Regions from separate parts of the Mus musculus genome. Here regions 1, 2, 3, 5 and 6 are each linked to region 4. A link is a contact called in public Hi-C and promoter capture Hi-C data. All regions are on one chromosome and are shown on one strand. Each heading gives the region's core, a stretch centred on a gene start, on an enhancer-like site or on the middle of the called end of the contact. The rest is flanking DNA. Distances are from core to core; before and after follow the strand shown.

Region 1 (4,621 bases), core at 759-3,258, 2.4 Mb after region 4:
ACAGAGACTGACACAGAATGCACAAGGTCTGCATGGGTCTGCACCAGGTCCTCTGTATAGACAGTATGGCTTTTCAGTTTAGTGCGTTGCTGTTGTTGTTGTTGTTTAAATTCCTGTCTGTGAACAAGTGGGTCTCTTATTCTTGTGTCTTCTCAAGGGTTTTCTTCCTTTTGTTAGGTTGCCTGGTCCAATCTCAAAGTAATGGGTCTTGTTTTATATTTTATTTTGTTGTATTTTTAAAAAAGTGAATGCATGAAAACCACTAGGATGAAGGTAAGAACTAAACTGTCATTTATACCCGCTGGGAGAGGGAAAAACAGTTTTGTTTAATGGCGTGACACTGGTGTATACCAATCACTCCAGAGAAGGTCTCATTTTCAGGAATAGTTGACAAACATATAATAGACTCCAGCTTTGTGTGTGTGTGTGTGTGTGTGTGTGTGTATGTGTGTGTGTATGTGTGTACACTTGCATGCACAAGCACGCATGCACTTTTCTTTAATTACAACTTGATGTTTGTTTTTCTTTTGGGGTGTCATTTTATATATTTTCTTGGTTTTGTTACAGTATTGGATTTGTTTGTTTGACAAACAACTTAAAAGTTGGGTGAGGGCTGGTGAGATGGCTCAGTGGGTAAGAGCACCCGACTGCTCTTCTGAAGGTCAGGAGTTCAAATCCCAGCAACCACATGGTGGCTCACAACCATCCGAAACAAGATCTGACTCCCTCTTCTGGAGTGTCTGAGGACAGCTACAGTGTATTTACATATAATAAATAAATAAATATATTTAAAAAAAAAAAAAAAAAAGTTGGGTGAGCAGGGACAGGAAGATCTGGAAGGATCTGAGGGAGAGGAAAAATATGATTAGAATATATTTAATTTAAAAGTTATCTTAAATAAAACATGTTGAAAGGGGGCATCATATATATATGACGTCTAAAACTTCCAAAAGGATTTTCTCACTGTGCTGTGGTCCACCAACTTGATGCTCCCACCAGTGTATCTGGTAAACGCCTTGATTAACTTTCTTCCCCCACCTCCTGCAGATAAATATATTTATCTAATCTCTTTTATAAAGAAACATACTGTCCAGGATATGTTCAATCCCTTTTTAGGCCATTGCTGACCCTATGCAGCTTAAAATAATTTATTTAATTTTCTTTTAAGCAGTTATTGTTTTAGATCAACAGCGGTCTAGATCATTTTACATAAAACTTCTGTCTAGTTCTTCATACATCTAGGTAGAAAACTGAGGCTATGTAGAAAGTTCATTACTAGAAATAACGACTTCAGTCCTGTGTATTCCTAAACAGCAAAATAAAAAACTCATTATGAACATGTTTCTGTGAGTTCTAGGACTGAGTTCTGTATTCCAGTAGAACTGCCCGGGGAAACCTCAATAAAGTTGGCTGGAACTAACACCTGCTCTCTAGTTTTTTGGTTTTTTTGATTTTGTTTTTTTCCCCAGACAGGGTTTCTCTCAGTAGTCCACCACTCTCTGCCTCCACCACCACCATCACCCACCAGATCTGTTTTAATGAGAAAGACAGCCTACTAAACAGGCAGGCATGTCACGGAGAGGAGAAATCGACAGGACAATGGTTTTGCTTTCTGAATCTCAAACAAGTAACTCTTGTGCTTATCCTAAATAACCTTTGCCTTGCAGTATGCAATTTTCCTGTAATAGTTACTGAGCGCCTACAATGAGCCCCAGTCTGAAAAGGCAGTGAAGAACTGACCCTGTTCTCAGGGAGCTTACGCCATAGGGAGACGTCTTAGTTTGTTCTATTACACAATTATCCAAAATAGATCATCACGAAATCTAAACCTGGGAAGTCGGCCTTTGGTAGAAGAAAAGCACACGCGAGCTTGGATCAGGCCGAAGGGTACCCACTGTTGAGGACGCCGCACCGCGCGACGCAGCCGGTTGCTAGGGCGTCGCGTGGCTGTGACGCACTGCCCCGCCCCCTCCTCCTTAGAGCGCACCCCCCCCGCCCGACCCAGTGCGCATGCTTGGGACTCCCTTCGCTTGCAACCGTGGCCGAGTTGGCTTCGTCTCGTCCTCCTTCGGCTTTCCCGCAGTTCTCCGAGCTCCGCCGCCGAAGCCGTGCTCCAGACTGCCGCGTGTGGCGGGCAAACTGTCGCCGCGAACCCGCAGAGGGCAAAGAGAGGATGGCCACCTCCGGCGTGGAAAAGAGTAGCAAGAAGAAAACTGAGAAGAAACTTGCGGCTCGCGAAGAAGCCAAGCTGCTGGCGGGGTTCATGGGCGTCATGAACAACATGAGGAAACAGGTGCGGGGCGGTGCGGGGTGGTGCGGGGCGGTGCGGGGCGGTGCGGGGCGGTGGGCAGGGGTCCGGCGGAGGCTGGCGGCGGGGCCGGCGCCTTGGCTGACGGCCTGCTCCGCCACGGGGCTTCCGAGGCCCGCTCGACGGGGACTCCTGCGGCGGGCGGGGGGCCTCCGGGGCGGTTGTGTAACCGGTCTCATCCAGTTCCCCGTGAGGCCTGGAGCCTTCCCTTACCGTGCGGTGTCATCTGGAGCTCTCGGAGGGAGGCTCCCGCCCCGCCGCCCTGTCACCCAAGTGGCACGAGTTGATAAATCACCTGTCATTTAGGGCGACGCCAGTCACCAGTAAATAGCAGTTTTCTAAGGGTTCTGGCGCCACTGTTAACCAAGAGGATCTCTTTGTGCTGTCTTTGATTTTGCCGTGTATTGGAGAAACCGCAGCATTTGGTTGAAAGGTGGGTTATGAAAGGCACGGCTTAACGATGGAGACGGTAGATAGGTGTTTGATAGAATTAACTAGATTATAACCTCCAATAGACCGGTAAGCAGGGGAACACCACTTGGTTGGTTTTTGGTTCCGTGAGTTTTACTTGGTAGAGAACACATTATGGATTCTGGGGATGTTTGTCAGTTTGTTGACTCTGAAATCTGTTTTTCAAGAGGACAAAGCACTACAGATAAGCTTGAGTGATTAAAAAACCTAATTCGGCTTTCTGACGCTTTTGCTGTGAGTATGGGCAGCAGAAGAATCTTAAGATTTATTTCGGAAGATACCAACTCCTGATTTCTTAAGGCCAAACACTGGTCGCAGCAGTCTTCTCTTTGTTCACAAGATGGCACACTGCTCTGGTTGTAGCGGATAGATACTATGTTTTCAATGCCTATATCTTTCCTGGTTTTTATGCTGAAATAGCTGTGAATGGCTGGCTTCTTTATTAAAATGCATCTCTTTTCATATTTGTGTTCTTTTTGTGTAACCTTTTTGAGATCTACAGAATTGATGATTTGAGATTGCAAGTGTCTTTGATGTGTACCTCTAGTGGTAATTAAATCGAACTCACTGGTGCTTAAATTTGTTTAAGCTCATTCTGGTATACTCCTACTGTCCCGAACTGTGGCAGATGTGGGCTGGAGCTTTGCAAAGCATTACCTCATTCCTTAGATAGGCTGCAACAAAGTCACAGCATCCATCAGGTGTTACAAGAAGATGGTCTGAACCAACATGTTATTTAGTTCTTTGATTTTAAAATTAATTCATATTTCTTAGACTTAGCTTTAGAATATTGTGACATCTTTTTTGTTAAAATAGAAATACAGTTATGAGATTTACTGAAAAATCAAGGTTATGCTATTGAATACAAAGAAGAATATGGATATTTGGTGAGCACTCAGGGATCTGACCCTTCTACTGTGGCTAATTTAATCTGTTTTATGGTGTATTTCAGACTCCTGTAGCATTTTTATCAACTTGGAGGATTCCTGCATTTAACAAAGATGCATAGTACCATTTTGTACTGATTCACATAGTTTATTTTTGTTGAGCTATTATAGACTCCTAGAGCATTTTAATCACCTTAATGGATTCATGTATTTTTCTTTGTTTTATGGTTTTATTGCCAAGTTCTGATGCTTGCTGGGGCTGGAACACGGACCCCTTTTTTTTTTTTTTTTTTTGGTTTTTTCAAGACAGGGTTTCTCTGTATAGCTTCTGCCTCTCAAGTGCTTGGATTAAAGGCGGAACACGGACCTCTTATTCAAAACATTTTCACTGTAGTTTCTTTTGTTGCTTAATCTTGTCTGTCCTAGAACTTGGTCTATAGTTTAGGATGGCCTTGAACTCAGAGATCTGCCTGCCTCTGCCTCCTGAGTGCTGGGATTGATTAAAGGTGTGTACTAGTGTGTCTGGCCCTAAACTTTTTCACAAGTTGAAAGATTAATTGGATGGAGTCTTGCCCTGAGGTCACCACCCTTATATTACAGTTAGAATCAGGTTTTTACAACTTTTCATCTCCTTGAGCACAAGGACCATTACACTTCCTGGTGCCCCTTTTCTCCTCAAACTGTACATTTTATATATTTTCCTTGCTCATCTTCTTCCTTTTTATTATAGATCTATATAAAAATGGCTCTGATAACCACACAGTTAATAGTAGGATATTTTGAAATCTCTGCCAAAGCTGTTAATCTATTACCTTCCAATTTAGCCTCAGGCAGATTTTTGGACAAGGGTAGTGCAACAGACTATCCCCTTTTTTTGTCTTCTATCTTCGTGGAACGGGTCTCTGGTTGCAGGTGGGTGAAGGAGTCAGCAAAAGTGGGTGACAAACAGAGACGA
Region 2 (4,817 bases), core at 1,878-4,377, 2.5 Mb before region 4:
TGGCAAGTAGGGCGCTCACACCATGGTCTCCATCAAATTCATGTCTCTTTTTTCACTAATTAATATTGCATGCATATAGGCATATGTACATGCAAATATATTCTTAAATATAACATGTTTCGTCTGGAATATATATATAAAAAAGAAATATTGAGGGCTCTGGGGATATAGCTCTGTGGTATAGTACTTACCTAGCATGGAGAAGGTATTAAATTAGAAAATTAGCATTGATATACATATACATACATATGTATACTGTATATGTATATGTACTGATACACATACCAGTACTTCAGTGAATTTATGACGTATAGGTGTGTGTATATAGTAAATGAAGGCAGGATAGCAAAGACACTTCTAGAAAATACAGAAAAACCTACTATAGAAAACAGTTACTTCCTACAGGGCTATAGGATAGCATTCAACCCAAGGAGAGAAAAATCTAGACCACCCATTTCTTTGCTCTCCCCTCTCATCCTGACAAGGCAGAAAGCCATGTAGTTCAATCTCATTTATGTTGATGTGGTCATTGCTCAATGGTCAAAAAATTGGTTGAGATGTCATATAGCTGGTGGGGACATACCAGTTGCACTGCCAGGGAAAACTTTCAGGAAAGCCTGTGACCAGCCAGAGAGACTCTCTTAGTAGGAGGCTCTGTGCTGTGGGATCGGAACAACTTCATAGAGGATCCAGAAGTGTCTGAACCACTCTAACACTGACAAAGCCTAACATTGTTGTTGGCGATTGTTTTAGTTCACTTTCTGTTGCTGTGATAGAGCACTGAGAAAAAAAAGCAACTTGGGGAGGAAAGAGTTGATTTTCTTTCTGCAATCCACCCCGGAGGAAATTTAGGGCAAGAACTCAAGACAGGAACCTCTAGGCATGGATCAAAATGTAGATAACAAAGGATAACTGCTTACTTTTTCCACATGGCTGGCTCAATTTGCTTTCTTAGTCTACCCAAGACCACCTGCCCATGGTGGTACTACTCCCAGTAGTAGGGATCACTTCACCCTTCAACATCAATTATTAATAATTTTTAAATGCCCTACAGACTTGTTGATAGGCATCTGGCAGAGGCAATTTTTTCAATTGCAGTTCTATTTCCCAAAAAAATATAAATGTGTGTCAAGTGGACAAAATAAAAAACTATGTAGGAGGAAGAGAGAGGTGTTTAGAGATTCTGATTCCAATAGCTGCATACAAGTCAATATAGGGTGGTCTAGGAGCAGACAGAGAGCTCTGTGGCTCTGCCAGCTTAAGAATGGTATGAGTGAGCCTCCTAGGGAAAGCAGCTGCTTCCCTGTTTTTCTTCTGTCCCACAAAAGGAACAGGCCTAAAACCATGGTCACACTATACTGAGTCCTACTATGACATGTGCTAAGTAATATGGGTTAGAGGGAGTAGCTCAAGACAGTGACTACATACAGGTGTGACGACAACCTGCAAGGGTCTGAATGCATAAAATTATTGTCACATTGGTTAGGTGCATAACTTTGTAAGACATAAAACAAATAAATCTCTGTCCAATCTATCTCTGTGCCTTCCTTTCCTCACCTGTAAAGTATATAAACTATATAATATAACCATAATACGTGATAAACAATTAGAATAACAGCGGACACATTGGAGGTAATTTGTAACTGCTGTTAAACAAATGCAAATTCTGTTCTTCACTGCCTCTATCACTTTCCACTTAGAATGGTGCTTTATAATCCTCAGCCTAACTTTTCATGAGACTGGCCTTTCAATGGAAATCTTGCTGGCTCAGGAGCATTCCTTAAGGCCAAGGACTGGGTAGTCCTCACCAGTCATAGCCAACTTTTCTCAAATGGAAAAAGGCACAAAGTCAAGCAAATTCATCCTTTGTAAAGATCTTCAGCTCTGACCTAATTTGCTGTCCTCTCCACGATGTGGGGGTGGGGCTGAAGAGGAAGAACCTACTGTTCAAAGCCAACAAACCTGTATGGGGCAGTCCCTTCCCTGCCTTGCCTGTCTGTCTTCTCAGTGCACCAGGCCCCACTAGTACTGTTACCCCTATTTAAAAGGAAACAACCAGAGAAAGGTGGAACAGCCTGCTAAACGTGGCACTCCTGAAAAGCCCCAGAGCCAGGATACACACCCCCTCTTTTCTGTCTGGGTCAGCTAAGCCTTTTGAACCGCCTTGCTTTCCTCCCACACTACATCCCAGACATCAAAGCTCTTAACTGCTGATAATTCCTTCCCATACTCTGATTTACAAAGATGAGTGGGTGAGTGGTTCCTTTTTTTTTTTTTCTTTTTGCCTGAAACATATTATTTCAAAGTTAAGCAAATGGAATGTAAGCTACGGAAACTCAAAAAGCACCACTCAGGGTTTGACTGGAGAAGTCAGCAGCCCTCAGCCCCCTGTGTCCTGCTTAGCTTTCCACCTGGCTCTAAATTTGGAGAAGGGGAAGGAGCTAGATGGGGGTACAGCGCTCCACCAAGAGCCTTCTTTTCTTTCCTGTAGCAGACTTGTTTGTCTGATTAACCTAAAACTTGACTCCTGTCCAGGTTACACTCACCATTTATATGTCTAGGCTCTTACTCCATTTATCTCCCTAACACCTACCCCACCGCCCCTCTCCACTCTTCAACTAGGGCAGGTGCCCTCCTCTATCCTGTCTCCACTCAATCCTCTTCAGTTTCTTCCAAGAGGACACATGGCCCTGCTCTGCAGATGTTATTTCACCTTATTCTTGCATCCAGGACGACCAGACTCCTTCCTCTAACTTTCCTCTATCGGAGGGGCACTTCTGAGAACTTTGCGAGGAATGAAAGACTGTAAAAAGTGGAGCGAGCCAATAGTGAAGTCTCTCCACGGGCTCCGCCTGCCAGGCCCTCTGCAGTTCCATGCTGGGACCCCGAACTCCAGCTTCCTTGTGGCAGGATGGAGCCCCAGAAGACTGTGCTGTAGATGGGCCACCAGGCTCGGCATCGGGTTCCCCGGATTTCTGCTTTGTCCAGTGTTGGGGTGTGGGCAAGTCGGGGCGTCCTGCAGGCTAGCAGCCCGGCTCACAGGGAAGCTGAAGACAGGTCCACCCAGGGATCCCGGCTCTCTTCACCGGCCTGCCCATGTCGGGCCTCCGCTCCCCTCCTTCCCGGCTCCCGCCTCCTCCCGCAGGCTGCAGGGCGGCCCGGGGCCTGCCTCTCCCAGCGCCTTCACTACCGGGTCAAGCCGCGGAGGGAGGGAGACGGCGGCGAAGCCCTCCCTGGCGCTCCACTCGGTGCGCGCGCCTCCTCCCTCGGCTCGCATCCCCCAACGCTCCCCCCTCCCCGCCGCCCGCTTGCATCCTGCCAGTACAGTACAACTAGTACACAGGCACACACGCGCACACGCGCACACACACGCGCTCCCTACCGCTGCCACTGCAGCTGCCATGGATATCGGCTAACAACACAGAGGCCGGCGAGCGCGCGCGCGCTCCCCACTCGCAGCACGCAGGAGTGGCCCCCGGCATCCCTACCCTCCTCCCCACCCCCACGCCACCCGCTCACCAGCTCGGCCACTGCTCGCGCTGGCTCGGCCGCCGCCACCGCCGCTAACGCCGCCAACGCCACCACAGCTTCCTCCGCTGCGGGGCCAAAGCCTTGAGTGTCATTCAAGGGACAGCACAACCTCACCCAAGCTCTCCTACCTCTGCCCAGCCGTCCCTCTCATCCTCCCCCTTCCTCCGCCACACTCCATCCAAAGAAGAGGGAAAGCGCGGAGCAGAGGGAGAGAAAGGCAAAGTCTGCCACCCTCTTCCCTTGGCCCCCTTGCTCCTCCATCCCGATTTTGACTCCCAGACCCTCCTTCCCAAAGGACCCTCTGGAACTGAGGCGACTCACCCTACTGCCATGTCCAAAAGCTTGAAAAAGAAAAGCCACTGGACTAGCAAAGTCCACGAGAGTGTCATTGGCAGGAACCCGGAGGGCCAGCTGGGCTTTGAACTGAAGGGGGGCGCGGAAAACGGACAGTTCCCCTACCTGGGGGAGGTGAAGCCGGGCAAGGTGGCCTATGAAAGCGGCAGCAAGTTGGTGTCCGAGGAGCTGCTGCTGGAGGTGAACGAGACCCCCGTGGCGGGGCTCACCATCAGGGACGTTCTGGCCGTGATCAAACACTGCAAGGACCCCCTCCGGCTCAAGTGTGTCAAGCAAGGTGAGCGCAGCTTGTTCGGTGCTCTGCCTGGCGGTGGGACCCCGGCGTGGGGATGGCATTAACAGGGTGGGCGCGGGTGTTGGATGGGTGTATGCTGCGCCACCGCGGGGTGGGGTCCAGAGAGCACGGTAACTGTGTTCGGAGCATTAGGGGGACCGGGACTGGGGGGCTGGCTGGCCGGCTAAGCCAGGTGGTACTGTAGCAGGCAACTTAGTTTGCCCAGTTGGACCCTCCCCTTTGGAAGATGCTTGGCCTTGTCTGACCTCCTCTGAGCTTTAGGCCAAATAGAATGTGCGCCAATGGCATGTCCACAGTGGACACAGAGCTTTCGGGGAAGGAGGAAAGCAAGGGAGGAGGAAGAAAGGAAGATGGAGCAACTTGAGGTGCAGAGCTGTCGCTAGAGAGAATGGGAGAAGCTCTGAATATTGGGGCAAGTGGAGACCCCTTGCAGGATATCCAAAACTAGTCTGGAGACACCTTGGTCCGTAGCGGTTCCCTAGGGATCACTGACGGGAGAGGAAGGAAAGGGACAAATTGGTTTGGACGCTTTGACCGGTAGTGTTCAGTAACTTTTTCCCTGCTTCACTCCTCGGTCTTTCTCCCCCGCCCATGGTCATGTCATGTGGGCACCGTGAGTCACGTGCAGACTGACTAA
Region 3 (4,407 bases), core at 919-3,418, 2.1 Mb after region 4:
GGCCACACCTCCTCCAACAAGGCCACTCCTCCTAATGCTTCCCAAACAGTTCTATCAACTGGAGACCAAGTATTCGCACACATGAACCTATGGGGGCATTCTTATTCAAATCACTACAGTCACATATATTTAGTTCAGACTTGTGGCTTCTACATTGTCTTCCTCTAAGATTATTCTCTGTAGTTACCTACCTAAATTCTTTCATTTGTCTTTAATCATTTTATTAATTCTTTCTTTCTGTTTTTTTTTCCTTTTTAAGATAGATGCTCAGTATATAGCCCAGGCTAATCCCAAATTCAAGAGCCTCCTCCCTCAGTCTCAAAAGCACTGCAATTATAAACTTGTGGCATCATGCCTAGCCCATTTCACTAATTCTTGTACAGCTGCACATTCTTGGGGCTAGGGTAAATTAATACCTTAATGTCCTAAGGTCAGCAGACTCAGATACAGCTATATGGTATAATATAGCCTAGATCCTGTTTTAATTTTAAATTTTTAAATTTTATTATTTTTATTTTTTAAAGTGTGTGGATGTTTGCCTGTATGTGTGACTGTATACCAGGTGTGTGTCTGGTGTCCAGAGAGTTCAGAGAGAGAGTCAGATACCCTAGAATTGAGTTACAGACAGAGAGCTGTCAGCTGCTGCGTGGGTGCTAGAAAGTGAACCTGGATTCTCTGAAAGAGCTGCTAGTACTCTTAGTTGCTGAAGCCATCTCTCCAGATCCTGTTTGTCTGTCTGTCTGTTTGTTTATACGGGGTTTCACTATATAGCTCTGTCTATCCTTCAACTCACTATGTAGATGAGGCTGGCCTTGAATTCATAAAGATTCACCTGCCTCTGCCTCCTGAGTTGTGGGATAAAAGGCATGCACCACCATACCCGGCTCTTATTTATTTATTTTTTTTCATTTTATGTGTATGGGTGTTTTGTCTGCATGTATGTCTACACCTCAGTGAGTTTTCTTCTCACGGAGTAGTTTCTGTTTCCTCTAAAGATTTTTGTTTGTTTGTTTGCTTGTTGTTTTTTTTTTTTCTGTTTTCTCCCCATTTGTTTGGTCTCAAAGGCATTGCCTTCCAGGGTTTGCCTGTCAAATTTCCATGTTCTCTACCTATCCCTTGCTTCTAAGTAATTCAGTTCCTCCTCCCTGGAAAACAGTAGAGGTTTAGGGGGCTTTGCCCAGCAAACTGGATGCCAGATTTTGAGTGCTCTTTCTCTGTCTGACTCCCAGAATGTTTCAACCCTCCTACAAACAGATCTGGACCTTCCAGTTCGAAAATATATGAAGGAGTGTTCCTTTTGTCTAGCTGTCCTTCAAAGCTTACTCTTGAGTCTACAAAAGAGGTTACTTAGTCCCTACCTTTTAAATGGAGTATTTTTTTCTGTACAACGCTTAAACAGTAATAACTATTAGTTACAGGCTGAGGCAGGCGGATTTCTGAGTTCGAGGCCAGCCTGGTCTACAGAGTGAGTTCCAAGACAGCCAGGGCTACACAGAGAAACCTTGTCTCGAAAAACCAAAAATAAATAAATAAATAAATAAATAAATAAATAAATAAATAAATAAATAAATATTAGTTACCTTTGCACGTAGACTTTTGTCTCTCTAAGACTGTGAAATATAGAAAGAGCACTTTGACACTCCTACCTAGTACCACGTGGGCCAAGTATGGAACTCCGGTGTCTTGGTGGCAAATGCTTTTATGCGCTGAGCCATTTTGAGATAGGTGTTGTTCTAGCTGATACCGAATTCACTTTATAGAGCAAGCTGGCAGGGACTAGTGGCAATCTTCCCGCCTCCGCTCCCGACTTGTGGCTCACCATCCTAAGGGTATCATGAGTATTTTCTCCTCCCCTCCTTCCTCTCCCCTCCTTGAATTCAGTGTGTAGCTGGAGTTGACTTTGAACTACTGGTTTTCCCGCCTTCACCTCCCAAACGGTGGAATTCCAAGTGTGAGACACCATGCCAGGGCCGAATTTTATTTTTAGTAACTCCAAAGAAGTGGAGAGAGCTCCTGCACAGAACTCAGCAGCCTGGGAAGCAGTAGGGCTGCCAGGTTCCCTGAGCGGCCAACATGACATCCAACCAGCAGGGGGCGCCACAGAACAGGACAGCGGCGCGCAGATATGCCTCTCTAGGCCAAGAGAACGGAACCAGAGAGTCGGTGATAGGAAGTCGAGGTGGCGCTCAACCCTGCGTCCCAGAAGGCTGGTCTGGTCGCCCAGTCTGTGTGTTCCCTAGCCGGACTCTGCAGGCCGGGCTGGCGGTGCATGGAATCCAGAATTCGTGCGGAGGCAGGATGCTTGCGGCTGACGATATCGGCGAAGTGCCGGCAGCCCCGGTGAGGCGTCCCTGGAAACCCGGGGAAGGGACGCTGGTGACCCTGCGAGGTGGCACAGACCCCACCTCCGCCCCGGGGACAGGTTACCTTGGAAGTGGTTTGGCGGTGGTTCCCACGGCCGGAAGCAGGCAAGGGAGTCCCTGGGGAGGTAGTCACAGTGCAATGTCCGATGTCCCAGAAGATGACAGTTTTGAGAGTTGGCGGGAAAGTGGCCTCGGTGCCCGGGCAGAGTAACTCGGACCCTGGGGAGGTGGTCCAGACCTCTGGGAAGGTGGCAGTAGTGTCAGGCATGCCCCTGGGAGAGGCGCCTAGGACCTCTCCGCCCGTCAGTATGGGACCTTTCGGAGCGCTGTATGAATTCCACTTACTTCAGTCTAACTTGTTTGCCACACCTGTTTTTCTGCCAGTGCTGCCCCGAGAGTGGTGACGAAACGAAGAACACAGACGTGAAAAGTAAGCAGGCTTTAAACCCTTAGTTCTTTTTGTCTAGCTGCCCTTCGAAGCTCGCCTTTTCAGAGTCTGCAAAAGAGTTTCTTAGTCTGCTATCTTTTCAATGGAGTATTCTTTCTGTACAATGTTTAAACAGTAATAAATATTAGTTATCTTTGCACGTGGACTTTTGTCTCTCTAAGACTGTGAAATATAGAAAGAGCACATTGACGCTCCTTCCTAGGACAGTGACTGGTTTGGCTTCACTGGGACCTGCCATTTTAATGAACTGTCAGCTCGTTATCAGGTATTTAGAGGGGTTATGCTGGTCACTGTTACTGGGTTCTAGGAAGAGGTTTGATAATAGGTTAATTGTACTTTTGCCTTCAGTGAGTAAGTAATTACAGTTTGCTGCAGGTAGCCCACACCTTAGGTCCCAGGGCTTGGTCTGGGTAGGTGACATGGAAAAGACCCAGTACCTAGGACAGGAAACTATGTCAGACTCCTGGATATTTGTTATTTCACTTGAGATAAGCGTAGCAGGTTATTAGGAATCCAGCACCCTGAAGGGGCTGTTTTTGTTTCTCTCTCTCTCTCTCTCTCTCTCAATCTCTCTCTCTCTCTCTCTCTCTTTAACCAAGGTGGAGCGTAACCCAGGTTCGCCCCAGACTTTTGTGTGACTAAGGATGACCTTGGACTCCAGATCCACAGTCTTCTATTTCACAGATGTCACATGCCCAACCTCTTTAGGAGCTTTTGAAGTATTTTTTAAAGATTTATTTATTATTATATCTATGTACACTGTAGCTGTCTTCAGACACACCACAAGAGGGCGTCAAATCTCATCATGGGTGATGGTGAGCCAGCATGTGGTCGATGGGACCTGAACTCAGGACCTTTGGAAGAGCAGTCAGTGCTCTTAACCTCTGAGCCATCTCTCCAGCCTGAAGTATTTTTTAAAAAGCCCTTATGTTAACAGTTAAGCTCAGTGACCTTGACAGTAAGAGAAAGGGTGCCCACATTTCCATGTGGCTCCCAGGAGGAAGTTTGCTCTTACTGTTGGCTTCTGATAAGCTTGAAAGATGGCTTGGTGCTTAAGAGTGCTTGCTGCTGTTACAGGGGACCTGGGTTCAGTTCCTGGAACCCACGTGACAGCTCAGTACTTCAGTCTTAGAAGTCTAAATGTACAGTCCTGCCATCCCAGGGCTCTTGCTCACACATGGTACACATAAACTCACGGAAGCAAACACCTGTGCACATAAATCAAATGAACAAATCCTTAAACAAATAAATAATAATTAAAAAAAATAAAACAAAACAAAACCCAAAGCCTGAAGTGGCCTGGGAAGTTAAAGTGCCAGAGCTCTTTCTTGCCTAGAACTTTGGGAGCCCTGGGTTTGAACTTGAGCCCTACACCACCAAACAAACAAAGCAGCAGACAGAATGGGCTTAGCAGTTAAGAGAATTTGATATTCTTCAGAGGAGCTGACTTCACCTACAGTGTGGCTAACAACTGCTTGTAACTATAGTTCTAGGAGATTCAATGCTCTCTTCTGGCCTCTATGTACGTTGACTAATGTGGTAAACAGACATACATATAACACCTACACACATAAAATCTCAAAAGTTTAGGAAATA
Region 4 (4,561 bases), core at 223-2,722:
GAGATCGGGAAGTGGGACCAGGCTATGAAACCTCCAGAGTCTGTGCCCAATGCCTTCTACTGTAAGGCTCTACTGCCTAAAGGTTCCACAACCTTCGCAAACAGCGCCGCCAGCTGGAGGGCAGTTGTCTAAACTTCTACACTTAGAATGGCTATCGATAAAATAGCAAGAAGTCAGAGTGGAAAGTCAGAGGCAGGAACCAAAGGTGACATGGAGTTCCTGGTTTGGACGTTTGACTGGTTGTCACCATTACAGCTACAAACTGACAATGAGGCGCCCAAGGGATTTTCCTGTCTTTTTGGCTTTTCGAGACAGGGTTTCTCTGTGTAGCCCTGGCTGTCCTGGAACTCACTTTGTAGACCAGGCTGGCCTTGAACTCTGAAATCCGCCTGCCTCTGCCTCCCGAGTGCTGGGATTAAAGGCGTGCGCCACCACGCCCGGCCCGGATTTTCCTGTCTTGTTGTTAAATGGTGAATAGTTAAAAGAGGAGGCTGGGTGGGAAAAGGATACCTGAACGATAATGTAAATTAGGTATTAGGCAACAAGGGGTCAAGTTAGACAGAACTCCAACTTCTAAAGTTACAGCGCACACTCTTTAGTGTTAAACAGCCTGTTAGGCAGCCAATACCTCAGTTCCCACTGTAAAATTAGCAAAGTAATAGTCGCTTCCTCACAGAAAAGAGCTTGCTAGGGGCTTGCAGGCAGCTCAGCGGGTAAAGTCACTTGCAGTGCAAGCCTGTCCACCTGAGTTCCACCCCCAGAATTCATGCAAAGGTAGAAGGGGCAACTGATTGCATAAAGTTGTCTTCTGACCTCCACAAGCTTGGAGTGGCATGCACCCACCCCCTCCCCATAATAAGTTAAATAAAAAGCTTTAATTTTAAAAAGTGCTTGCTATTTTCGTTAAGCCTCAAACCCTGGGACAATTGGCTAAAGTGGCTATTTGACAAATTTTAGTTTCATTAGAGTGTATGTGGATAAAGAGGCACCCAGGAACGGGTAAGAGCAGTTTGTTTTGGCAGAGCCCTAAGACGTGGAAGTAAATAACATTAAATCATGGTAACAGAATGTAAGATTATGTTTGTAAAGCGTCTGTCTTTTAGTAGCAATCTCGGCAAAGGTATTCCTATGGAATAGAATAAGCAACGCTATAAACATTAGAACAACGAAGACCAACATGATAGATCCTTCAATGTGTCTGTCCCTCCCGCACTGGATCTCTCTGATTAACTCCAACCGCCTGGGGATACATGTTCCGTTCACTTTGTCCCTTGTGTGTCTTGCACATCATTTCTACAGACCTGATTATTTGGAGCGAACTGGGGAGGGAGTCAAAGGGTGAAGGGATTGAGGGTTCTAAGCCCAGACACAGAATCAAAGGAATTTCAGAGACTGCAATTCCTGCTGCCGCCACAGGGTGGAGCCAGCCTCTAGTTCTGGGGCCTGGAGTCATGACCCGGAAGTACATCTCCACTTTCTCCACCGCAGAGATGGCGGCGGCCGCTCTATCCCGGACGCTGTTGCCAGAGGCCCGGCGGCGCCTGTGGGGATTTACACGAAGGCTTCCGCTTCGCCGCGCCGCTGCTCAGGTGAGTCTCGCTCCGCCGTGCCCCGGCGGCTCCCGGTGTGCTTTGGGCCGGGCCTCCGGATCCGCTATCCCGGGGCGCTGCGGCCGGGCGCAGAGGGGGCGGGGCGGCTGCTCCCCCTCCACGCCACCCGCGGGAGGTAAGAAAAGGAGCCGTGGACCCCCAAACCAGACAGCGCCATCCTCAGCCCATGGACACCCAAACCAGACAGCGTCAACCTCAGTTCATCCGAGTTTTATCCCAGCGTTTTCCTTATTTGAGAGTTGTCTTGCTCCAAAGGGATCTCTCTCTCTCTCTGTGTGTGTGTGTGTCTGTCTGTCTGTCTGTTAGTTTGCTATTACCAATGTTATTGTATGTCGGGCTGTTCTCTCTCGAGAAAAGGAAACTAGGACAAGCGCTTTATGAATTTGAAGTTGGGTTTGCTTTTGGTTTTGATATTTTGAGACATCGTTGTTACACAGGGTTTCTCTGTGTAACATCTCTGGCTGTCCTGGATCTTGCCCTGTAGATCGGGCTGGCCTCAGATCCGCCTGCCCCTACACAGTAGGGCACAGTCAGGTCATGGTGTATTATTTGATCAGGGAGCAGAAAGCCTTTGGGTCACAGAAGCAGGACAGTGCGGGCTCGTACACATTTCTTAAGTACCTGTGGCTGTGGCTGTGAAGAAACCACGACCATGGCAACTCTTATAAAGGAAGACACATTAGCTGGGGCTGCTTACAGTTCAGAGGTTTCGTCCATCATCATCAGAGCAGGAAGCATGGCAGAGTGCTGGCAGACGTGGTGGAGAAGGAGCCAAGAGTTCTACATCTGGGTTGGCAAGAGATAGACACAGACAGACAGACAGACAGATAATGGACCTGGCTTGAGCATTTTAAACCCTATAACCCACCCCAGTGGCACACTTCCTCCAACCTTCTAGTAGTCTCTCTCTCTGATGACTAAGTGTTCAAATCTGTGAGCCTCTGTGGTCCATTCCTATTCAAACCACCACTGTGTCTGGCGGTTAGGTCAGTCTCAGGTTTTTGGGTCAGGGTTTAGGAAATACGTTTTTCTCATTTCAATATGAAAACATGAAAAAGCTGCTGAAGCGTCTGTAGTCAAACCAGTTGGCCCGAGAGCCTCTGAAGCATCTGTCCTGTTTCTGTCTGTCCTTTGTGAACAGGAGCATCCCGTCTGTCTCACTTCTACACAGTCAGTTTTGTATTGTTATTTCAGTTTCTTGACTTTTTGTCCTTAGTGAATATGAAGCATCTGTAGGAGAGGTAGCTGAATCAGGGTGCTTGTTGAAGGGTAATGTGCTAACTGCTCCCGTTCTTGGAGAGAAAGGCATGTTCTCTCAAGTGTTGCCTGTTTGACAGAGCGGTTGGTTAAGGAACATTTCCTAGGCTACTGCTAGAGCCCAGTGGAACCAGAACTGGGACCTCATTCTCCGCGCTTTCTGCCAATGACACACACACACAGACACACATAGCAGATTACATCCACCCCGGGCTAGGAAAGTGGTTTTGGAATGAGTCTGTTTGAGGTTGTTTTGTTTGACACTGAACACCAGGACAGTAATGTTTTCTCTCTTTCCCTCCTCCTCCCGTCAGCCGTTGTACTTTGGAGGGGACCGACTAAGAAGCACACAGGCTGCCCCACAGGTTGTGCTGAATGTCCCCGAGACACAAGTGACATGTTTGGAAAATGGACTCAGAGTAGCTTCTGAAAACTCTGGGCTCTCAACGTGCACAGTAAGTCACTGCTACAGTCTTTTTTGTTTGTTTGTTTGTTTGTTTTGTTTTTTCAAGACAGGGTTTCTCTGTGTAGCCCTGGCTGTCCTGGAACTCACTCTGTAGACCAGGCTGGCCTCAAACTCAGAAATCCGCCTGCCTCTGCCTCCTGAGTGCTGGGACTAGAGGCGTGCGCCACCACTGCCCGGCTGGCTGCTACAGTCTTTAGTCGGCACCTTGTCTGGGAGGGAGCAGCCACAGCTGCAGCTCTCTGGTTGGCTGGGTTCTCCGAGCTTGAACCTTCCCTTCCAGGTGCACTTTGGTACCGAGTGCTTATGTCCTTCTCTCACTGCTGACATCTGCCTCTGACGGTCATGAGCCTGGCCACTTTCCCACGGCCGTCAGCAACACAAGCTCAGGGAGAGTCACGTGGCTATCTGAGGTTATAAAGCTTATGCTTGTATCTGAGCCTGACTTTCTGACAGTCCCTGATGTCTATTCCACAGTTATTAATTAGATGTGCTAAATGAGCTATGTTAAGAATTTGACTCTGATACTTGTTTTTGTTGTTGTTTTGTTTTGTTTTTTCAAGACAGGGTTTATTTGTATAGCCCTGGACTAGACTGGCCTCGAACTCTGAGGTTCTTGGATTAAAGGCATATAACACCACCACCTGGCTGAGTCTGATATTTGTAACAGCCTGCTGGAAATTAAGTTTCAGGTTATAGGAATGAACTGTCATTTCATTGTAGTCAAAGAGACATGGTCAGATTGGAAAACATTTTCCAGAAAAAGGAATGAGATGACCTTGTGTGTCCAGAAACTGAATTTTGTTTTTTTTATGGGACTGTGCATGTGAGTACAGGTACCCAGGAAGGGCGAAGGCAGTCGCAGACACTGAGGAGAGAGCTCACATGGCTGTGAGCTGCCTAACATGGTGCTGGGAACTAGCTCAGTTCCTTTGTAAGAACAGCGAGGGCTCTTAACTGTTGAGCCGGCCGCCATGTCTCCAAATGTGGGGGTTTGTCTGATTTGCTTGGTTTTCCTTCAGGTTGGGCTGTGGATCGATGCGGGAAGTCGCTATGAGAATGAGAAGAACAACGGCACCGCCCACTTCCTGGAGCACATGGCCTTCAAGGCAAGTCGCTGGCTGCTCCCCACTGGTCTCTAGGAGAGGGCGGGCGGGTGTCATCACAGACACTGTACCAGAGGGACAAGAGCTGCTTCATAACATGCCCCATGCCGGTTTTATTTCCTCGG
Region 5 (4,699 bases), core at 731-3,230, 2.1 Mb after region 4:
AGGGGAGGGAGAAGGGAGACAGAGAGACTGACCTAGGTATGCTTCCTGTGCATGTGGGATTGAGGTAACCATTGTAGGAGGCTGTAGCCTCCCCCTTAGGCTGCCTGAGCGGCACCTTAAAGATGGTGCCTGCCGGATGCAGAGCTGGTGGTGTAAACAAATCTATATTTGGTGGAGACGCGCCCCTGCCGCCCTGATTGGCTGAAGCCTTGTGCCTGGTGAGGTGACGTGGCCTGCCGTGAGTGGATGCGGGCTGAGAGTATATAAGAGTGAGAGGCCCGGGGTTGGGGGAGAGAGATGAAGAGGGAGAGAGATGAAGACTGAAGGTTGCCGAATAAACTGCTGTTAGAAGAACTGGTGGTCTTGTCGTTCGGGCTGGTCGAGGACGAATGCAACAAACCATCACAAGGATAGTTTTGGCCACACTGTGCTGTGCTTAAGTATACCTAAAATAAATAACTGAGGTCTGACTGCCAAAGTTTTGTCAGCGCTGACCACTGAGCCCTGTGGAGCTGACCTGCCTTGTATCCTCACCTCCCAAGGCTCCTCTCTCTGATGCCCATGCAGGCTGCAGAGACCTCTGCAGGGCGGGGAGGACTAGTGAAGAGTCTAGCTGAGTCAGTGACGCCCAGTGATAGAACTTGTCTCAAAAAATAATGTGGAGAATAATTGAGGGAAAGAAACACCAACCTGTGACCTCCACGTGCATGGGCAACACGAGCACAAACACAAAGACACTCACGTACACATACTGAGAAACAAATAGAGAAACAGTTTAAGGTGCCTATAGATATGTTCTTGTGTTGGGGTCTAAAAATCCAAAACAACCCGAGCAGGTTCAAGAGTCCCCCCAAAGCAAGATCTTTATTTGAATTAGGCAGCAAAAATCAACCAGTTAGGAACAGCAGCACAGACTCCGTCTGACTGCGTCTTCGAACATCTTAGTAAGTATTTAAGCAGATGACAAAGATGTATTGCACTCGGGCTGCTGCTGATCAATCAGGGCCATAGAAGAGACTCAGGAACTGAACTGCAACCCCAAGCCAGAATGGTACGGGGCTTTTAAGCTTGAAATCCATAAACGTCTGTGCTAAGTTATCCCACCAATCAGGACTTAGGGGTAGGGGACTTCCTTAAGAGCACGTCTTTGTGGTGCACTTACTCTGTTCCTACAGGACTCAACTGCAGCGTTCATGTTGAAGTGCACTCACCTAGCATCCATGCTTCTACTCACCAAGCAGGAAGTCAGTTACCCAGGGAGGTCTTGGGAACTTAAACTTTGAGTTAAGGCCTGTTCCAAATGGCTTCAGTTGGTTCCTTCTTACACCACTGTCTTCTGAATTCTCCTCTTGCGTTCCCACAAGCAATGGATGAGTGGGGTCTGGGGTGCAGGCGTTTTGATAAGTGTGTAAGTGGTACCATGGTGGTGTCTTACTTTTCAGTTCCTCAGTGGCCTGTGACGCTTAACATACCAAGAGCACACAAAGAGTAGGCAACTCTTTTGAGGGCTGTTGCTATAAGGAGAAATAAAAGGTGGCTTACTTGTGGCAGGATGTAGCAGGAATTTAATGGCGGATGTTTTGGTCTGTTTGGTTGGTTTACGTTTTGTTTTTACATGGCTAGAGAGATGGTTTGCCGCTTAAACAGTGTTCTGTTCTTGTAGAGGACCTGAATTTAGTTCCCAGCATTCAATTTAGGAGGCTCACAGCTGTCTGTGAGTCCAGCTCCAGGGAAGCTGACACCTATGTCTGGCATTTTGAGCACATGCAAATATCACAGACAGACATAGTTTAAGTCTTTTTGGGGAAGCGGGCGGGGCCAGTGGCTCTGGTGCCGCCAGGGGGCGCGTGAGGGCCGGCGCTGGAGTCAGGCGGGAACGGGGGAAGGGGCGGGCAGGAGGGGCGCTGGGCCACTCTGGTTGGCTGAGCCCCGGTGCTCAATGTCCGGTCGGTTTTAAACTCGGTCCCGCCCTGGCGCCCAGCTCTTCCGCCGCGGCGCGCTCCTGGTAAGTACTCTCCCCATTGCGAGTCCCAGGACCACGCCACGTGGTCTTGGCGATTTTCACGGCGCTCGCCCGTGGCGCGGGTCCCTGCCCATACGCGTCCCTTCTGTGTGGGACAGGCGATCAGCCTTGCGCTGCCCGGATTTGTCCCCTCTCGGATGGAGGCGCGGCGTCCGGACAGCCCGGGTCCTGGGCACACTCGGGGCTTCCCGCCCGCCCAGGACTCCGATGACGGGGACATCGACTATTTAGGAAGCGAATGAGATCAGAGCTCGGAAAGTAGCAGGAGGCAGGATAATCCCAGTGTCAGCAAGGGCAGGGGTGATTTCGCCCACGCAGGCGCGTCCTCGCCGCCGCACGTGTCCTTTAATTGCTGCTTGGCACAAAGGCTGGGCTTTTTGTTTTGTGCTCATTTGTTTTAAGGTTTGAGGGTATATTCAGGCGGATACCTGCAACCGAGTCCAGCAGGGACCTCTGCCTACAGGACCTGGATTACCCTACTGCTGACACAGACCCAGCCTGTCTGGGTTTTGGGTCCTGGGAGAAATCTGAGCCACTGGATTAGCACTTAAGCAAGGTGACTTATAAGCAATGATTTAGGAATCGTGATTTGGAATTCCTAAGACCGGGTATAGGTGTTTAGCGAGCACCCAGGAGTCCTCCCTGTTTAAGAGGTGACTGATTGAGACACCAATTAAAAGTAAATATCATGGTTGGAGAGATGACTCAGTGGTTAAGAGTACTGACAGCTCTTCTAGAGTTCCCGAGTTAAATTCTCAGCAACCACATGGTGGCTCACAACCATCTGTAATGAGATCTGATGCCCTCCTCTGGTGTTGTCTGGAGATAGCAACAGTGCACTCATATAGAAGAAATAAATCTTTTTAAAAGATTATTAGATTATTGAGACAGATTGTCATACTGGCCCAGAGAATATTTGTGCTCTAGGACCCTAAGTATTGGCATTTATGGACATAAGCCACTGTGCCTGGTAAAGGACATTTTAGAGGAAAAATAGGCTTGTGGGCTCTTGTAAACAAGTTCCCTGTGTTGTAGTTTTCTTTCCGTTAGAGGTTAGGGTTCTGTTGAGCCCCTTCGAGAGTGAAGGGCAGCATGAGCCACCTTCTAAGGTAAGGAGTTATTTTTCCCTTCCTCATTCAGGCTCAGGAGACACATCTGACGCTGCTTCTGGTTTTGAAATCAGAGAAAATGTTTCACTTTCTTAAAGGAAGAGTACTGCTATTACCTGCAGTACTATTTGCTTCTAAACATTAAGAGTTTTTGCTTCTGGGGTGGAAATAGTGGGAAAGATGGCCCAGAGGGAATAAAATGGACTCCCAGCTGTCAGCAGTATGAAGATTAGAGCTCTGTGCAGGAATAAATGCTAGTCAGAGGCAGGCCTTCCATCACCAGATGCAGCTAGGAGCCACCAGGAAGGTCCTTTCTGAAGGAAGCTGTGGCTGCTGCTTGTAACAGTGCTGGTTCTTTTTTCTTTTGAGCAGATGAGTGCTGTGTCCAGGATGATCATGAATTCAAGGTATGTGTTAGATGGCAAGTTTGGCTTTCCAGGCATAATTCCAGGAACAGTTCTTGGCCAAGGATGAGAACTCTAACCTGACTGGATACGCTGCTGTGATGGGTTAAAGGATTTACCTGAGGCCAATAGAACAGGCAGGAATTTAATGCAGTCACCCCATGTCTTTTTAAAGTAGATGAGGGGTTGGAGAATGGAGTGAGAGGGCTTAGCAGTGCCAAGCCCGTTACCTTTGATTCTGGGACCTGGTGGAGAGAGCCAGCTCTCTAGAGTTATTCTTGCACCTTCATGTGTGTGCTAGCACACGTGTGTGCACACTCAAAATAATAAATGTAATAAATGGGAGCGTTGGTGAATGTTTAATACTTAGAGGGTGATATGGCTTTGCATTTCAAGTTGTGTTCAAACATTTCTGAGTAGATCCACCCAATGTACTGGGTAGTACATTAAGTGTTCTATTTATACTAAAAGATGGTTAATGTCAACATAGTCCACACATGGGTGTGTTGCTTTATTTATTAAGTAATGGTTGCAGATGTACTTACCTCTGGTGTTCCTTCTGCAGCTCTGGAGCTTGAGATGAACTGGTCCGACTTCTAGAAGAGAAGGTAGGCATCTGTGTGTAGAGTCAAGGTTTTAGGTTACCTGTTCCCCTTCATATCGGGAACGGGTGAATTCTGAGGCATTCTCATTGTATATAGAGAGCATGAGAATTTTGTGTCTGTAGAACGAAGTTCCATTATTTAGTTTTCTATGCGTCAGCCCTACTCTGAAACATGTCACAATGTTAACATAAAAGATCTTTTGAAAAAATTGGCTTTATTTATAAAATTTTTACTTTTATGTTTGCTTGCATGTCTGTTCCATATGTGTGCAGTGCCCCTGGAGGCCAGAAGAGGGCATCAAGAAATTTTTTTTGAAAATTTTAGTTTTATTTATAAAACTTTTTTATATGTTTTGCCTGCATGTCTGTACCATGTGTGTGCAGTGCCCGTGGAGGCCAGAAGAGGGCATCAAATCCCCCTGGAATTGGAGTTACACTTGGTTGCTAGGAATTGAACCTAACTCCAAGAAGAGCAGGCAGCCAGGGCTCCTAATTGCTGAGCCCTAAACTTTGGCAGCTCAGAATTGTCCAACACATAGTTGAGAGATCTAGTCCTCCC
Region 6 (4,996 bases), core at 1,308-3,807, 2.3 Mb after region 4:
TCTAATCTGGAACTGGAGCTAAGAATGGTTGTGAATAGCAACCATGTGGGTACTAGGAACCAAACCAGAGTCCTCTGCAAGAACAAGTGCTCTTAATTACAGAGCCAGTTCTCCTGCCCCTCAAGTGGTTTTTCAACCATGTTCACACATTAAAAATATCTAGGAAATCAACAATATGTTTAAAAACATAAACTTTACAGGAAAGTATCCAATACCAACAGAAAGTGTTCCCTAAGAATCAGAAGGAAACAAAGGATACAAACAATCTTAGGAGGTGATATGTGGGTTTGTTATTTTAATTGTGGCAATGATTTTATAAATATTAACATATTAAATATTAAGTGTCACAATTGAAATATGTATGTATTATACTTCAGAGAGTTCTTGTTTAATTAAATGCTGTTGTCTAGGTCCTATCCTGCCCTTGCTGGAAACAGGGTGGGGAAGGTTCCTTCTGAGAGTAAAAATTTTAAGTTCTGCAAAATACTATATGTGGCCAAGACAGAGAAATGCTATTCCATAGCCAGCATTTTCTCCTTTCTTTCCTTCCATTTTCTTGAAAAGTCTCACTCACACATCTCTACTTTATTGCCATAAGTAATCTTATGACTGGTTTTGGAGCTACACTCTTAAAAGTCACCTATGAAGATTTCTTAGGCTTGATTACAAATAGGCAACAGGATGCTGAATAAAAGTGAACTAGAAGATATACTTAAACTTATTGTCAAAATTACACCATTCTTTAAAAATGTAACCAAAGGGGATTTTATAAAATAGAAGAATAAAAACAAACAAAAAAGTAGAAAAAGGAAAGCAGGGTCCTTCAGTATGGCTCTGGTGGTAAAAGCTCTTGCCACCAAGCCTGATGAAAGGAAAGACAGAACTCTGTCTGCATTGACCCAACCCAGTCTCCACCTGGCATGCATACCCAGAGACTGTAGCTACTGATTATTAACGGGATTTCTAATTTGTTTCTGGAAATAATGTTAATAAATCAAATGACTGTAAAATGAGTCAATTGTAGAGTCTGGTTTCTAAATACATGCTGGGCTTCCCCCTTACTACTAAAGTGAAATTATCTGAATACTTGATTTTGATACCACTCCTGACAAAGAAACCTTTCCCCTTTCTTGTCCTTCAGTGTACTTCAAAAACGTGATACAAAGAGTCATCTTATAAACCTTAAAATGTATTCACCTAAAGGGGAAAAGTGGTCACAAACGATCGGGGGTGGGGGTTGGGGGGAGGAGGCTGGTGCCATTGGCAACAGAGCAGTCCTAGGAAAACACACCTCCCAGAACTATCGCATTGTTTCAAGGTTACCCTAATCTTTGTGGCTTTATGTAGATAAAAGTTGTAACAACTGAAAACCTCAAACTGCAACGCGTGGCATGAACCACAGGGCTGGCACATCTCCTGCAAAACCTACCTTGTTACCCAAAGGACACCCAGTGTACAGAAAGCCAGTGTTACCCTGCATGCAACCAGTAGCAGTCTCTGTATCGCAGCAGCACTCCCCCTACCTGAGCAGTGGAGCCGCTGCCCGCGTGCAATAGCGTTTTATCCCAGAAGCGATTCAGTGCAGTGCAAAACCACTAGGGCCAAATTCTTCAGGAACCTCTAAACTCTAAAGGTACAAAGCAAACACATGCACGCTGCAGGGCAGAGACCCAGTTTTGCTGAAGCTTGCAAACCTGGGGTGTTTTCGTGCGGGGAGGGGGGGGGCAAGGAAGGAAAAAAGAACGAAAGGAAGAAAAGAAAGAAAAAAGAAAGAAGCTTACAAAAAAACAAAAACAAAAAACCGTTCAGTGGACAGAAAACCCTGTCGATCCTCGAGGGCGGTCACAGCAGCCGCAGAAGAGGCAGAACTCCAGGGTCCAGCGCGGCGCAGGCAGAAGAGGAGCTCTCCTGGTGGTGGACAGACAGACCGGTCTGGCACTCCGAACCCCCAGCCCCACGGGATTCAAGACCCGAGCGAGCACCGCTCTGAAGAGCACCGGGTCTGCGGAGCCAGCGTGGGCGGCGAGGCCAGGCTTTGGGCGGCGCGGACGGGTGGGCAGTGGCCATAGGCTACGGTGGGCTCTGTGCTAGGCCGACCCTGGGGCACCCCCAGCTCATCGCCCAACCGGGAACGGAGCCTCGTTCACAGCGGGCAGCCGGCCGCGGCCAACTTAGGGTTCTCGGGCCGCGCCTCGCGCGGGAGCCGTTACCCGCAACGGGCCGCCGCCCCAGGACGAAGTCCTACCCGCCGCCGGCAACAGCTTCAGCCCCGCTCCTCCCAGACCAAAGAAAGTTCTCGGTCTCCCGGCGCCTCAGGGGCCGGCGTACGGCTCGCGGCAGACTCACCAGAGCAGCTCCGGACCTACCGCGGCCTCCCCCCACGACCACGGCGACCACGGCGACCACGGCGACCGGGCGACTGCGCTCCGCCGGCAGCCGCGCCACCTGCCCCTCTCCTTCTAGCAGCACGAGTCCGGGCGAGCCATCTTCCCTCCTCTCTCTGACTGACAACCCAGCCCGGACAGCCGCCACTGCCGCCAGCCTCTCTGACAGGCACCACCAGAGACCCGTCCCCAAGCAGCCAACCACCACCGTCCCACACTGGATCAGCCTATCACTGACCCCCAGGGTGGGCCCAGAACAACTTCTCCACCAATGAGAATCTGAAACTATTGATGGGGGGGGGGCGATTTGAGTGGGCGTGGTCTGCGCGATGGGCGTGGTCCGGGAACGCCCAGGGGAGACGATTGACTGTGTGGTTAGTGGTGACAACTAAGAAGTTCCATGAAGGTCTCAGGATCTCTCTGAGCCCTTTAGACCTTAAGTCTTACCAGATGCTTTAAAACGTAATCAGAAAAGGACAGCAAGCTGATATTCAATTACTCGAATCATTTCCCAAAAGTATATCAAAATTTGACCGGATTCTGGGGGGTGTGTGTGGGGTGTGTGTGTGTGTGTGTGTGTGTGTGTGTGTGTGTGTGTCTGTGTGTGTGTGTGTGTGTCTGTCTGTCTGTCTGTCTGTCTGTCTGTCTGTCTGTGTCTGTGTGATTTCGGAAATAGCAATTAAAATACTACCTTTTCTTATGTTCATTGCTTTTGACTTTAGCCTTGAAAATTTCAAATATGGTGTCTAAAAGACAACTGAAGAGTTAAAAAAAATATTACTGCTTTTGCACCCATGTGGAAGCTCACAACCTCTATAACTTCAGTCTCAGGGGATCAGTAGCCCTCTTCTGGCCTCTGCCCTCATCCAGGTACACATGCACCTAACACACACACACACACATAAATTAAAAGAATTTTAATAGTAAAAGGGAGGATGGAGAGTTGGCTCAGAGCTTAAGAGCACTTGCTGATCTTCCAGATGAATGGGGTTCAGTTCCCAGCACCCACATCAGGACTCTAGTACAGCAGATCTGACACTTCTGGCCTCGAAGGTATCTGCACACATATGGTACACATACATACATACACACTCAGCCATACATATATACACATTAAATAAATAAATATTTTTCTTTAGAAAAAAATTAAGTATATTTCTCTACTTTTTTCCATAAGCCATTTTTCGTCTTCCACACCTACTTATCCTACAGATAACGTTTTATATATATATATATATATATATATATAGCCAATACAGCATATGCTCCGAGCTCCCCCTATTACAACCCTCTCAACTCAAATCTGGTTGAATTAGAAAGAAAGAGAGAGAGAGAGAGAGAGAGAGAGAGAGAGGAAGGAAGGAAGGAAGGAAGGAAGGAAGGAAGGAAGGAAGGAAAGAAAGAAAGAAAGAAAGAAAGAAAGAAAGAAAGAAAGAAAGAAAGAAAGAAAGAAAGAAAGAAAGAAAGAAAGAAAGAAAGAGAGGAAGAAGGCAAATTTCAACCTGGAAGAAAGGAAGTCATTCTAAGTTAATGCTAGAGATGACAAAATGTCTCCCAAAACACTAAGCAAGTTTTTAAAACATACCAAAGAAATAATAAGCACATATTATATACATATACACATACACATATACATATATATATATTGAACATTGTATATACATATGTATATACATACATGAAGTCAACCAGGCCATGTTGTTAGGCTTCATTAAGCACATTGCAAAAACAAGATGATGGTGTTAAATCCAACACAACCATGCCCAATGGGCAAAAAGAACACAAGGCAAGAAAAATGAAGAGTTCCACAGGGAAGATGTCTGAGTCTATCTGAAAAGATGGGTACATCTGAGATGAAAGGGCAAGCCTCTACTCCCAGCTACCAGCACATGTTTGAGGCTAGCCTGGGCAACTTGGTAAGAGCCCATCAAAATTATTTTTACAAAGGGCAGAGGGTAAAGTTCAGCTGTAGAGCACCGGCTGGTATGTGCTAAGCCCCAAGTTCAATATTTAGTACCAAAAAAACCAAATGTTTTAAGTCAAGGGCCATTTCAGAAAGAGAGCAGCATGCCCTAAGTCACAAAGTGGCCAGGAAGCACAAGAACGAGTGTGGCGAAGGGTGAAAGGTCACACACCAGCTTACAGCAAAACTAGCTATAGGCATGATAAAAGATGCTTACACCAGCACCATTCACAGTGGGGCCTGCAATGCTGGGAGTGGTCTCTATGGCATTGTCCAAAATGGCAACAACTCACTAAATCTGGGTATTGAGCACTTGGGATAGGGTATGGTTTGGGTTTTGGTTTCTTTTTGTAGAGAATCTCTTCTAAGCATCATCTGTCAATAAAAAATGTCTATAGCCAATGAGTTGAGGCAGGAAATAGGAGGTGGGGCACTGGCAAGATGAAAGAGGATTCTGGGAAACAGGAGAGGTATAAAGAAGAGATTCAAGGGAACCGCTGAGGAAGATGCTAAGGAAGAAGCAGGTCTGGCCTGAAGGAGAGGTAACTAGTCATGCAGATAACATAGGATGGTGTGAATGGGTTAAATGAGTTATGAGCTCGTTAGAGAACAAGCCAAAGCATATGGCCAAGGCATTTTATAATAAGTA

What was found. Promoter capture Hi-C pulls out the DNA fragments that hold promoters and counts their contacts. Hi-C and Micro-C count contacts between places; a contact is called where the count stands out from the background.
Region 1: a contact with region 4 is called in a promoter capture Hi-C map of pre-B cells, with 6 times the contacts expected there. The contact joins the promoter of Klhl7 here to the promoter of Pmpcb in region 4. A contact is called at or near these places in 4 of 39 promoter capture datasets (cranial neural crest, liver, pre-B cells and 1 more), 1 of 484 Hi-C or Micro-C datasets (B cells) and 1 of 115 datasets of contacts at active chromatin or transcription factors (astrocytes).
Region 2: a Hi-C map of uterus shows a contact between it and region 4, with 7 times the contacts expected there. The contact joins the promoter of 4921504A21Rik here to the promoter of Pmpcb in region 4. A contact is called at or near these places in 1 of 484 Hi-C or Micro-C datasets (uterus) and 1 of 115 datasets of contacts at active chromatin or transcription factors (astrocytes).
Region 3: a promoter capture Hi-C map of liver shows a contact between it and region 4, with 4 times the contacts expected there. The contact joins the promoter of Rint1 here to the promoter of Pmpcb in region 4. A contact is called at or near these places in 7 of 39 promoter capture datasets (the 3T3-L1 cell line, cranial neural crest, embryonic stem cells and 3 more), 1 of 484 Hi-C or Micro-C datasets (B cells), 3 of 115 datasets of contacts at active chromatin or transcription factors (astrocytes and embryonic stem cells) and 1 of 9 other capture datasets (liver).
Region 5: a promoter capture Hi-C map of embryonic stem cells shows a contact between it and region 4, with 2.7 times the contacts expected there. The contact joins the promoter of 2700038G22Rik here to the promoter of Pmpcb in region 4. A contact is called at or near these places in 1 of 39 promoter capture datasets (embryonic stem cells) and 1 of 115 datasets of contacts at active chromatin or transcription factors (astrocytes).
Region 6: a contact with region 4 is called in a promoter capture Hi-C map of pre-B cells, with 4 times the contacts expected there. The contact joins the promoter of Fam126a here to the promoter of Pmpcb in region 4.

The regions. Positions count from the first base shown.
Region 1 is chr5:24,098,582-24,103,202 of GRCm38.p6, forward strand. It overlaps Klhl7 (kelch-like 7), which reads left to right and starts at 2,009. Exons shown (of 11, transcript NM_026448.3): 1 at 2,009-2,293. The coding sequence starts at 2,174.
Region 2 is chr5:19,223,428-19,228,244 of GRCm38.p6, forward strand. 4921504A21Rik (RIKEN cDNA 4921504A21 gene) reads right to left here and starts at 3,128. Exons shown (of 3, transcript NR_102342.1): 1 at 2,714-3,128. Magi2 (membrane associated guanylate kinase, WW and PDZ domain containing 2) reads left to right here and starts at 3,619. Exons shown (of 23, transcript NM_001170746.1): 1 at 3,619-4,162. The coding sequence starts at 3,862.
Region 3 is chr5:23,785,543-23,789,949 of GRCm38.p6, forward strand. Rint1 (RAD50 interactor 1) reads left to right here and starts at 2,169. Exons shown (of 15, transcript NM_177323.4): 1 at 2,169-2,340; 2 at 2,748-2,793. The coding sequence starts at 2,299.
Region 4 is chr5:21,735,688-21,740,248 of GRCm38.p6, forward strand. It overlaps Pmpcb (peptidase (mitochondrial processing) beta), which reads left to right and starts at 1,473. Exons shown (of 13, transcript NM_028431.2): 1 at 1,473-1,589; 2 at 3,182-3,322; 3 at 4,353-4,439. The coding sequence starts at 1,491.
Region 5 is chr5:23,848,617-23,853,315 of GRCm38.p6, forward strand. It overlaps 2700038G22Rik (RIKEN cDNA 2700038G22 gene), which reads left to right and starts at 1,981. Exons shown (of 4, transcript NR_045042.1): 1 at 1,981-2,005; 2 at 3,505-3,539; 3 at 4,102-4,144. Gm42228 (a long non-coding RNA gene) reads right to left here and starts at 4,423. Exons shown (of 2, transcript XR_880875.3): 1 at 4,082-4,423; 2 at 838-1,514. It overlaps Snord93 (small nucleolar RNA, C/D box 93), which reads left to right and starts at 3,617; the gene lies at 3,617-3,661.
Region 6 is chr5:24,028,133-24,033,128 of GRCm38.p6, forward strand. Fam126a (family with sequence similarity 126, member A) reads right to left here and starts at 2,558. Exons shown (of 11, transcript NM_053090.3): 1 at 2,347-2,558.